2 separate regions of the Mus musculus genome follow, and region 1 is linked to region 2. Evidence: chromatin contacts called from public HiChIP or PLAC-seq data. All regions are on one chromosome and are shown on one strand. Each heading gives the region's core, a stretch centred on a gene start, on an enhancer-like site or on the middle of the called end of the contact. The rest is flanking DNA. Distances are from core to core; before and after follow the strand shown. Region 1 overlaps Sh3d19 (SH3 domain protein D19). Region 2 has its middle 12 kb from the start of Gm40079.

Region 1 (5,643 bases), core at 152-2,651, 1.3 Mb after region 2:
GAAAGTGGAGTGCCACCATTGAAACAGAAGCAGTGTGCAGGCCTCCAATTCTGTGGTGTCCCCACACTCGGGAGGACAACTGTATGGCTTGATGAGATTGAGGGAAAACCAGGTCATTACCTGATACACTTGGTAACAAAGGAGAAAAAAAATCTGGATATCGTGATCTGTACACTTGCCCCTCTCAGTTTTTGGGGAAAATGTTGACTAGATATTTTCAGCGATTTTTATTTGTTAAAATCCTACCTTAATTAAAATTCTCAAGACATCTGAAAATGAAAGGTAGAACATATGAAAATGAGATACTCCGAGAAGTAACATATTCTGAAAATTAAAATTGATTTTAGATCAGAAGTGCTATATTGAGCCCTCCCAAGGCGGAGGATAGAGATGCCCTTGTTTATGTCCTCCTTTGCTCTGTCGGTGTGATGGCGCTGGCTACATTAGTTGCCAGTAACTGCTTGACATTTCAGTTTTGTGAATACAAATGTCTATTGATTTTTTCCCCCTCCAGTAATGTATTAACAAGTTTCATAGCCCACATTTTGGGTTATACTTTCCATTTTGTTTTTTAGCAACTGAAACAGAAAATGTATATAATTACTTTAAGTCTTGTTTTGAAATGCAATCACAAGTATTGTTCAGATCTTTAGCGGGCCCCAAATATATCATAGAGAAGTCAATATTTAAGTTAAGCAGAAGATAAACTTCCCTGTTCTCTCCTTAATGAGAGATAACTCATGTGCTATGCAATTCACCCCTTGCCTGTTAATTTTTCTCTCCTGGTGTTGGAGATAGGACCCAGAGCTCTGATTATCATGGCAAGTGTTCTACCACCGAGCCACACCTCCAGCCCTAATTTTAAAAACCATTTCCTATGGTGCTTTTAATGTATTTTGTTGTGTTCTTTGCTTCCTTTTCTGAGCAGTAGACAGAAATAAGTGCCCTGAGATGTACAAAGGAAGGGTATTTTAGGTATGGAGGGCAGACACAATAAGGCCATGAGGTGGGAACGGGCTAAAGAGCCTGCTGGGTATCTTAATGCTGGATTTTAATTCAGTGTAAAAAGCAAGCTGTGGCTTTCTCAGATTAGCAGTGTAGATGGGCTCTTGCTGTAAGGACGGGGCAGACAAGAAACAGGAGAAGGAAAACTACACGTGTCAGGTAGAATCCTGTCTCTTACCAGCTGCCTCTTGGGTTTTATTTTTCTCCATCAGACGTTAGTTTGTTTCTTTTGCACTTGATGTTGTCACTCCCTCACTAGGCTGTAAACTCCTTAAAGGCAGGCTTAGTGTATTGCAGGCTCTGCTGTTTATGTGCCTGTTACATGGTGTGCACTTGATACTGTTGAATACACATTGACTCATTTCACACTTTCCCTGGGGAAGGATCTGCTGTGTCATCCAGGACTGGGTGTGTATCTCTGAGGCAAGACCCCTGGCCTCTGTTCAGTCGGGCTCCCGTCCCTGCTCCGTCCCATCATGTGACAGATCCTTTGATAGCCTTCTTTGCACTCGGACCTTGCACCTGCTAAAGGTTTAAGCTTTGTTTGGTTCCTGATTCATGAGAAAAATTTTGCCAGATGCTGTGCTGTGGGGCAGTCGCTTCCTGTTTTGAGGAAGCGGGCGTTTGGTGGTCTTGGTCTGTGTCCTTTTTGCCCTGTGACTCTGGCTCACACCTGTACTTCTATTCCATCCTGGTCCTTGGGGGTGGTCTGTCTTTCCTCCTCTGTTTCTGTCCTTTCTCTCTTCTGTGTCATCCAGAGCTGCCTTAGCTTCTGTTCTTGTCTGAAAAGCTTTCCGCTCCCCTGCCTTAAGTAGTCTCTCCTCGGCTCTGTTGTCTGGGCAGGAGCAACACCATTTTCCCCTTCATCCTTTTACTTCATCAACACCTGAGCATAAGAATTTCATCAGAGTCTGGGCTGTCTCAGTAAACAGGGTACTCAGGTCCTCACAGGGTATTTGGAGGAGACAAAAATAGGTCAGGTGTTTTTCCTTCTTTCCTTCATTCAGATCATTAGCAAGGCTGGGATACAGTTGTAGACAAAAACAAAAAATGTCTTCACGCTCGTACACCTTACATTTTGATAAGACGGATATAATAATTATACAGCTATATAAAGCAATGCTAGGTTATTGCTGTGTGTCAAGTTCTCTGAGGGAAGGCGCCATCATGCTGTGCAAACATTTATTTATAAAGATTTGTTGTGGTCAGGAGAGCCACCAAGAGCTTCAGGAAAGATAATTTGAGAATGGAGGTCAAGGTAAGAGTTGGAATTATAAGCATGTGCCACGTCCGGCTTTTATACTCACTTCCTACTTAATGTGCTTAAATAAATACCAAAAAGTTGGTTTTGGAAGTTGATTTACCATAAAAGGCACAGATGGCAATAAACAAGTCAAATGAGAAAGAAAGGATGACTCAAAGGTGTATAAATGAAATTACAACAGAAAATCAACGAAGAACATAATGACCGTGGTCCATGCAGGACTAAGCTCTGAGCCCCTGTAGTCTAAGCACAGAGGTCTTTTCCTAGGTCTGAACATTTGAAGTCTTTTATTAGAAACCAGACACTGTGGGACCTTTGTAGGTTAGTATCATTTACACCCAAGACCTCGGGGCTCATTGCATCAGTCTGTTTAGTTGATTGATTTTCGTTGTTTAGAGGGGGGTTTTGCTTTGTAGCCCAGGCTGGCCTCAGACCTGCTGTCCTCTGCTTCCTGGGGGCTGTGCTGTCACACTTAACAATATTTTTAGTAGTAAATCACAGACTAGAATTTTACAAGAGCTAAGCGACTTCCATGCACTCCTTATTACAGATTCAGGGATAGAAGAGGGTTATCAGGGGAAGAAAGAATGATAGAGGAGGCAAAACAGACAGAACAGGTAAGCCCCTGAGGCAGCTAAGGTTCAAAATAGACTCTGTTGGAGTTCCTTGAGGGACCTCCCTTACACCATCTTCATTTTTTATTATTTAACCCATATTCACAAATATTTATTTATAGGAAGCACCCTTCCTCCTTCATCAGATACATTCTGGAACAACAACAACAAAACCCCCCAAATCTTGCACAGAAGTGGTAGCCTTATTTATTAGCTGTTTGCATTCCAACTACTGAAACATACACAAAGCAAGAACCTTGCAAGCACATACATAAAGGCAGTCATCCAGGCATCGCAGCGACTGTCTCATGAGTTCTCCGCTAAGGCTTTATTCTCCACACACCCCATCCCGTGAGTTCCCCAACAGCAGCAGCTCCTGGATTGACTTGGTATTACGCTAGGGCCAAAGGCTCGGGAGGATCCCAGGAGAGCCAGAGAAAGTAACATAGTAGGGAACAGGAAGTCATGTGGGTGCTGTCACCACCCCAGCCCGGAGGAGCTCTCGAGATAATAGCACTGATCCACTTTTGGTAGTAGGTCACGTTGGTGTAGACTCCCGGAAGATCCTTACCGCATTCCAAACCCCAGCTTACCACACCCATCAGCCTCCAGACACCATCAATGTGACAGGACAGAGGCCCTCCAGAATCGCCCTAAGGGAGACAGAAAGGTCTGAGCTTAGCTTTGAGAAGCCCTACGGGGAGAGGAGGGCCAGTCAGGGGTGACAGAGAGCTCTTCAGAACTGGACCTGGACCCTCAGCTGTGGAATTCTCAAGTTCTGGGATCACAGAGTTTGGAAAATATACATTAGCCATTTCTAAATGTTCATCTGCTATACCATGAAAAAGCAAAGCAAAATTAACGTGATGCTTCCCGTTAAGGTTTTCAGGACAAGGCAGGACTTAGTGTAGTATGTCACCCTCTCTTTTTCCATTGTCCTTTTTCTAAGTGCTCATTTCTTCTGTAGAGTGATAATGACAGTCATTAGGAGTTTGTCTCCTGCTTTGTTTCTTTGTTTTGTAACACGGCTTTACGATATAATGCTATTCACAGCTCACTTTGTGTGTCTGGTCTTATGATTGTCCACTCTGTTTTGATTACTGTCGCTTTGTAATAAGAAAGTGTGAGTCTTCCAACTTTGTTCTTCCTTTTTAAGACTGTTTATGGCCACTTGAATTTCCATATGAGTTTTAATATCAGCTTATTACTTTCTCAGTGTAGCTAATTTTTTTTATATTGTCTTTCTTTTCTCTGCTTCAGTAATACAATTCTCATTTTTTCTGTGTTCTTTTTCCAGGTCTAGTTTGCTCCCCACAGCCCCAGTGCTGTGCTCTCCCCCTCTCTCCTCCCTCTCATCCACGGCTGTCCTCCTCTCTGCTCCCTTCCTTGTCTCTTCTTTCTTCCGCACTCAGACTGAGCCTGGGCAGGTCTGTGCCTCTGCCTTGCATGTCCAGGCTCCTTCCCAGTGTCTCAGTGGAGATCAGGTTCTTCACTTGAGATATTCTTGTTTATAGGACTGACATTACAACTAGGAGTTTCTCTAACCACTGTGTTAGCGCCAACCATAGGCTATGCCTTTACTTCTTCTCTAGCAGACGGTTTCCTAATTTTTGTTGTGATTTCTCTTTTTGGCTCATTGGTTACTTGGGAATATGTGAATAACTTCCACAGAGCTGAACTGTCCATAGTTTTCTGTTACTTGTTTCTAATTTTATTCTGTTGTTACTAGAGATCCTCCGTTGCCTATGATTTCAATCCCCCAACTGTATTGAGGCTCAGCTTACAGCTGTGCTGATCTGGGGAGTGTTCTGTGTGCATCCAGAGTGTGTTCTGTTCTTTGATGCTTATCTCACAGCAACTCTGCTGAGGACGACATAGAAAAGCTAACTCTAGGAAGGCAGTGGAGAGAGGTCAAAAGCAGACAGACACGGGTTAATCCTCGGAAGAAAGAATGCCACTTTGTCTTTAAGTGGTTTTCTCTAAAACAGGCCCATCCTTAGCATATCTCGTAGCAAGAACTCAAATAGGAACACACAGTCTCGCTGGCTTGAGATTGGGGGGACAGAGCTTAGAGTTACCACAACAATTAGAAAGCAAAGGGAGCAATGCTAGAAAGAAGAGAAAGGGGGTCGGGGTAGTCACCCGGATTCAACACAACATACACTGCATGGAATGGGAATCCAAGCAGTGGCTGGGTTGGTGGATTGTTCTTATGATGCTGGGACTCAAACCCAACGCCTCATGGGTGCTAGGCAAGTCTGTATGTACCACTGAGGAACACCCACAAACCCTGTGGCGGACGGTTGATCAGGAGACTCCAGATGACATTTGAAAAGTATATGATGAAATAATGTACCCTGGGATGCTTAGAGTGGGAGAAATGATCTTCCCCAATTGGTTGTCCAGTAGTACTAAATGTTCAGCCCTGAAATAATAATACTTCATCATATACTTTTTCTTAAGAAAAGTAAAAAGTGGGGCTGGTGAGATGGCTCAGCAGGTAAGAGCACCCGACTGCTCTTCCGAAGGTCCTGAGTTCAAATCCCAGCAACCACATGGTGGCTCACAACCATCCCTAACGAGATCTGACTCCCTCTTCTGGTGTGTCTGAAGACAGCTACAGTGTACTTTCATATAATAAATAAATAAATCTTAAAAAAAAAGAAAAGTAAAAAGTGGGCAATTGTATGTTTACTTCAGTATATTTATGAAAAATTACATGTTTTAAAAAATGTAACATTGGTCTACATCAGCAGTTCT
Region 2 (6,174 bases), core at 843-3,342:
TTGCGTTCTCCCAAAGGAGCTCTTTCCAGTTTCCAGCTGTGGGACATCAACTGTTCTCTTCATATCCAGAAGCAATGGACTTCAATAGCCAGCCCTCTTCCCTATGGATCTGAAATTAAGAGATGATCTCTAGCAGGTTCCACTGACAAGGTCCTCTTATTGGCTAGCAAATATGGTGGGACCATATGGCAGAGGGTGCCTGGTTTATCTCATAGAGGCTCAGAAGCAAAGAGAGAGGGAGAGACTGAAAAGGTTTAGTGTCCCCATATCCCCTTCAAGGGTATGGCCCCAATGATCTAACTTCCTTCTATGAGGCCCTACCCGTCTAAAGAGTCTACTACCTCCCATAGGACCAAGCCATCAATCAATACATGGGCCTTTGAGGTTCGTTTTAGAAAACAACAACAACAACAACAACAAAAGGTAGCAATAGAAGCAATGTGAGAGTTCCTATAATCAACAGGTTTTAAAAAGTGTAAGTTTAGATCCTCCCCTGAGACTCAGGAGATCTGAGAGCACTGGTAAAACTCAAGAGTGAGCTAACTGCCACCCAGACGCACCTGGGCCATCTCTTGCATTCACGGTTTTCCACTGCAGCTGCAACTTGACCTTCACAGCCTTTTTTGCTACCTGCGCAGGAACTGCCTGTGGAATAGACTCTGGAGCATGCTTTGACTGACCCATGGGTACCTTCAGCAACCCTTGCTTAGCACACTGTGAGCCTCCAAAGAATCAGTGTGACGCCAAAAACTCGGGGGGTGGGGTGGGAGTGGGGGTTGGGGAGATGGCTGACTTCCGGTCTTCCCAAAGGAACGCTTTGTGTTTCTACCTGTACTGCTTGCTTAGCCTTCCTGTGGAATCCTCCTCGCTCCCAGAATTCTTCCACCCCGAATTCCAGCAAACCTTGCCCCGTGTGGACAATGCAAGGTCTGCTGCCCACGTGAGCAGAATCCCATTCTTGATGGAGAAGCCCCGGTGACTTAATGGTTTCCCAAAGGCCCCGCCTTCTAATGCCATCATTTTGGTGATTGCATTTCAATATATGGATTTAAGAGAGACAGGAGCATCCAGATAATAGCACTAGGCTATGCACTAAAGCGATTGCCTCTGTTTAAACCCATAACAAACCCATGAGAGAGACAATAGAATTGTATCCCTTTCCCAGAAAGGGGAGTTCAGAGAGATGAGTAACTTGCCAAAGGCCACAGGCAGTCAGCAGGAGTTCCAGGGTCCAGGGCTAGGTGGCTTGCCTCTGGAGCCCAAGTTCTCAGCCACTTTGTTTTATTGCTTCACCTCTGACTTCAGGAGTTAAAGGGTTCCTGGGCAGTAGCCGATAGCCCCAAAGGGGTCATCATTATCCATCTCTTTCTTGACCTTCCCATTTGCCTTTCTGTTCTGGGACCCAAGGAGGGATGAGTAAATGTACTTTGAGGTAGTAATAGCCTTGACAGGCAGATAAAATGCTGGGAGTTCTTCACGATGTGATCAGACCCACCAGGCCTCTGTTTCCATAGAAAGAGGAAGAGCAATTGAAAAGGGTGCTCCCAGAATCTGTAAAGCCAACTGTTCACAAGGTCTGGGGTATGGCTCCCAGCAGAACACAGGATTAGCACGCAGGGGGTTTTGGTTTCTCCCAGGAAATGACAGGATTCTGCTGCGTTTTCTTCTGAGAGTTGTGCATCTTTGCTCCAGTGTGTATGTTTTTATTCTTTGGTTCATTAGACAAGCAAGGTCTAGAGCTCCTTCCTGCAGGAGGTGAGCAAGATAGCTTAGCTGGGATGAGTCACAGCCTGGATTTGAAACAAACGTACCATGAAAACACACAGGGTGTAGACTCAGTAAATAACTAGCTGACTGACGCTTCTGAGACCAATTACTGCCTCTGCCCAGTTTCCCTGGTCTTCTCTTCGTTTTTCTCTCTCTTCTATTTTTATAAGGGCTTTCCAAAACTGGAATCTCCTTGCCACCCACCCCCACCCCCATTAAAATGCACACTACCCTTTCTCTTTCACCTTTGACATCCTGGGACTTAGACTCCGTGAAGGTGAGAAGTGGGGGCAGGGCTAAAGAGGAGGTATATATAAAGATGAATGAGTAATTCATAAAAATGAATATTCTCACCAAAAGGAGCCGTCTGCCAGCTCTCTGTGTGTATGTCAGCTCGGCTGCTCCCTCTGTAACAACTTGGAATTAAATCCATGTATCATGCTTTTAGTGGCTGCTCAGCTGATTTACCATTAACTTTAAACAAGCCATTGTGCAGCAGGCACTTCACTCTACCATAACGATGATGAGATTTTTGCCCTGCTCTTTTCTGTTTTCCTTCTTCTTCTTTTTTTTTTTTTTTCAAAATAATGCAAGCCTCAAAATTGGTTGGATTAATTCAGCTGTGTTTAGTATGCTCTCGAACCTAACAGAGGAAGGGGACGCCCAGGTGGTGGGGCGGGGGAGGGGAAGCTTGCTTTAGTTTAACCAGCAGCCTCAGGAAGTCATTTCCACAAATCTTTAAAAAACTGGCTTTCTTTCCCTTTAACTTGGCATCTCTTTCTCGGAAAATGTGAACCGTGAAGATGTGGGACTTGTTCAGGCTCTTCACGAGCGACAGCAGATTGCTTCTTTTTCTTCCCATATTGGACCCGGAGGCCTGCAGGTGACAAGAAAGACATCTGCCGTCTTCATGCTGACTGTGCATCTGAGGGCCCTTCCTTACCCTCGCTCGCTCGCTCGCTCGGTGTTTTCTGGGTTGCTCGAGTCTTTTTGTTCTCTGCTTCTCACAGTGGGAGCTGGGCTCTGCCCCTCCTGTAAGATGTGACTCTAAAGAAAGGCAACTGATTTCCACACGGGGCTTGCAGAATGAGTGTCATTGCATTGCCGCCACCCCTTGTAACTCTCCACAGGCTACAAGCCTGTGTGTGTCCCCTGCGGTTCCGAGAACAATCCACGGGCGAACACTGACGGGAAGGGCCATTATGGTCACTGATGTTCTCGCCATCTGGAATGGTTACAGTTGTCAGGATTTGAGACGACTCACTGTGCTGAGGAATCGCTTTTTTTTTTTTCTTTCTAATGGCAGCACTAATCAGGAGGGATGAAGCCCATTGCTAAGAGCTGCTATGAGAAGAAAATCCCGCACCAAATGAAAAGGAAAGGCCGCTGATTTGTTTTTACCCATTTGGAAATGAAGTAGCTTGGAATGTCTTCCTCCGCCCTAAAAGGCCATCCTTCACGTCAGGAGCCCGTGGCTCTGCCCAGCCTTCGGGAACTGCATGCTGTTTTTATGGGCAGAGGACCTGTTTCAGGTTCTTTGTCCTTCCTCTCTGGCCAGCTGTGCCATGTGGGGACCTGGCAATTCTCTTTTAGAGGCTTGGCAGGTGTTTATGGAAAGGGCAGCACAAACAGGTGTGGATGCAGGTTGTTTTGTTGTTGTTGTTTGTTTGTTTTTCTTGGTTTTTTAACTTTTTAAATGCTGTCTGCTTCCTTATCTGTCCCATGTGTGCAGTGCAAGCCCTGGCATTACTCCTGGGAGTCCCTTTAGTCAGAACTGGCCCAATGGCGATTTATTTCCTCAGGTAGCTGAGAAAAGGTTGGGGACCAACAAGTGTATGCCAAACCTCACTTGTGTGGTGGAGGGGGAGGTCCAGATAAATGCTGGGGACCGAGGAGAACCCAAGACAACGAGTTAGCAAAGTTCTGCTTCCCCCGACAGAGTAAGCAGCAGTCAGGTATGTGAGAAAGCCTCCCATGGGGCAGGCTCAGAGGGAGAGGAGTGTTAGCGTAGTCCAGTGGTCTAGTGGGTAAGTTTCCTCAGGCTCGCAGGACGCTCCACAGTAATGGCCTCTGGAAGTCAGCAGGGAATCAGCTAGAACCAAACTCACCAGGCTGCTGCCTCTCCCCAGACAGTTCAGCTCCCAATGACAGCCAAAGGGCACTTCAGATCCAGACTCCCTGAAGGCAGCACAAGGAGCGGATTCCAATAAGCTACCCTCCCTAAGGTTACAACTGTGCTGTTTTACAACAGCATGACCTTAAGCCCAGGCTCCAAGAACATGTGGTACTGTACTCACCAAGGACCTGGTGGAAGAAGCTCTTAGTCCCAAGGGAAGTCTGTGTGGTTCTCCTGAGTGTCTCTTGTGACACAGAAGGCCTAGGGCTTCCTAACCCATTACCACAAACTGGGTACCAAAAGGAAAAAAAAAATCAAAGGAAAATTATTTGCTCACAGTTCTGGGGACTGAAAGTCTGTAATCAATGCGCTGAGCCGACTAATCTCCATAGAGCCTCTGCAAACCTCATCTGTATCTTTCTCCCAACTTTGAGTGGTTGACGACAACCAAGCCAACTCCTTCTGCCTACTTCTTTATGCAGCCTTCCTCTGGGTCTTCATGTCTTCTTTTCTAATAAGGACGCTGTGTTTGGACATGAGGCTCCCTCACCCATATCAGAATAACACACCTCCATGTCCTTAAATCACGTCTTTCCGAGTAAGGTCAAAGTCATTGGTGCCAAGGCTGAGGGCACGGACATATTTGGGGAGTCATAATTCAACCTACTATCTGTATAATTTGTCCATGCTAGGCTTCGCTGAGATGCCTCCTGGATCCTTAATTACTTAAATATGCTACCAGAAGAAGGTGCCGCCTACTGCTGGCCCCTGTCCTAGGAAGGAGCCCCACATACCCTCAAGGTCAGCTGTCTAAGCTTGGCCAAAGGAAGAGTCACCTCTGCTTTATTTCGAACTAAGACAAAGGCTGGGTGGCCGTAAAGCCCCACCTCAGATGGTTTTCCCTCTTGAGAGGAAACAAGGATGTGATATTTCCTCCAGAGGCGACAGCTCGCTCACAGCTGGGTGACAGCCATATTTTGTTCTTTTCTCTGCTCTTCTTCCCACCTGCTTAGATCTTGAACATCGCCCAAGCAACCACATGTCAAATAAATACAGCCTTGGATCTCAGCCTGGGGCAATATTAGGAGGTGTTAGAACCTTTAGAGAATGCAGCCTAACTGGAAGAAGTTAGATCACTGGGCTCCCGTTTCTGCAGAGGACTTTGGGATCCTAGGCCTTTCCATCTTCTCCTTTTGCTTCCTGACTGTCAGGAGGTCAGCAGCTCCTTCAACATGTGCTCCTGGCCCCTCGTACTTACTCTGTTGCCAAGGTAACAGGGCCAAGTTACTACGGCTGAAAGCTCTGAAATTGAGAGTCAAAATAAACATTTTACCCTAGAAGTCGTTTGTCTGGATGTTTGCTACACTGACGGGACCTGACATTCCTTACCCTTTGTCTGCCACCAGGCTGGCAGCCAGAGGCGCATCCTCTGTGTACCAGTGTCCTGTGTTCCTCTGGGACTCTAATTTGAGGTTGAAGCGCATGCTAAGACAGACCGCCTCTAATTCCTCCCAGATGAGGCACACCTGGGCTGAGGTGAGCAATGCAACCCAGAGAGCCCCGATGGGCAGCGAGAGGCTCAGGCTCTCGGGCCGTCTGGAAAGTAGATACCCCCAAGTTCTCTTAGTCTTGGCCTGAGGCAAGCTTATGATACAAATCTGGACTTCTGCACCCCAGGAGTCATGACTGAAGGTTTACGCTCAGCTGGAGGCGCTACTCTAAAGGCTGTCTAGTCTTTAGTGGGCGGGGCCTAGATGCCAGAAGGGCGTTACTAGGGGGCCTCTGAAGGTCAAGTCTGCTCGATGGTCCAATCTAGATTTCTCTGCTTCCGACTCTGAGTCGTGTGAACAGCCTTGCACACAATCTCCCATAGATCAAGCCACTCCTGCCGTTGTGCCTTGCCTCCATGATGGGCTACAATGCCTCTGAAAGTACCACAGGAAACCTTTCTTCCTCAAATTGTTTCTGGCAGGTATTTTGGTCACGGGATACCAAAATAATCCATACACTCAAGGAAGCCATGGAAAGAAGAGGTTGTCTGTCCTGCCCGCCCTTGACTGCTCCTTATTGGGATCAATCAGCTTCTTCCCTGGAGTGAGCTGAGCGTGTGTGAGCGTGTGTGTGCACACACTCTCACACAGAGAGAGAGACAGAGAGAAAGAGAGAGACAGAGAGAATTCAACCCTCTATGCTCTGCGCTCTGGGCCATGGTCCTACCCTATGCTCTTAGTAGAATCCCTACATCATAACATCACACCACACACACCCTGGCATCACCCAGGCCTGCAGAT

Evidence for each region. HiChIP or PLAC-seq counts read pairs in DNA pulled down with a chosen protein or histone mark.
Region 1: a FOXA1 HiChIP or PLAC-seq map of pancreatic cancer cells shows a contact between it and region 2. The contact joins two enhancer-like sites. A contact is called at or near these places in 7 of 39 promoter capture datasets (the 3T3-L1 cell line, the C10 cell line, embryonic stem cells and 3 more) and 3 of 115 datasets of contacts at active chromatin or transcription factors (embryonic stem cells and pancreatic cancer cells).

Annotation. Positions count from the first base shown.
Region 1 is chr3:85,990,545-85,996,187 of GRCm38.p6, forward strand. All of the region lies in intron 1 of Sh3d19 (SH3 domain protein D19), which reads left to right. Prss48 (protease, serine 48) reads right to left here. Exons shown (of 6, transcript NM_001001650.2): 6 at 3,068-3,536. The coding sequence ends at 3,276. Among named protein-coding and RNA genes, the nearest start is that of Prss48, 9.2 kb to the right of the region's middle. Within about 2 kb of position 1,402, at least 59 of the 459 cell types and tissues checked have an H3K27ac peak or open chromatin away from gene starts, as enhancers often do. A contact at or near this core is called in pancreatic cancer cells, where this site is marked.
Region 2 is chr3:84,729,424-84,735,597 of GRCm38.p6, forward strand. No RefSeq gene overlaps it. Among named protein-coding and RNA genes, the nearest start is that of Gm40079, 12 kb to the right of the region's middle. Within about 2 kb of position 2,093, at least 91 of the 459 cell types and tissues checked have an H3K27ac peak or open chromatin away from gene starts, as enhancers often do. A contact at or near this core is called in pancreatic cancer cells, where this site is marked.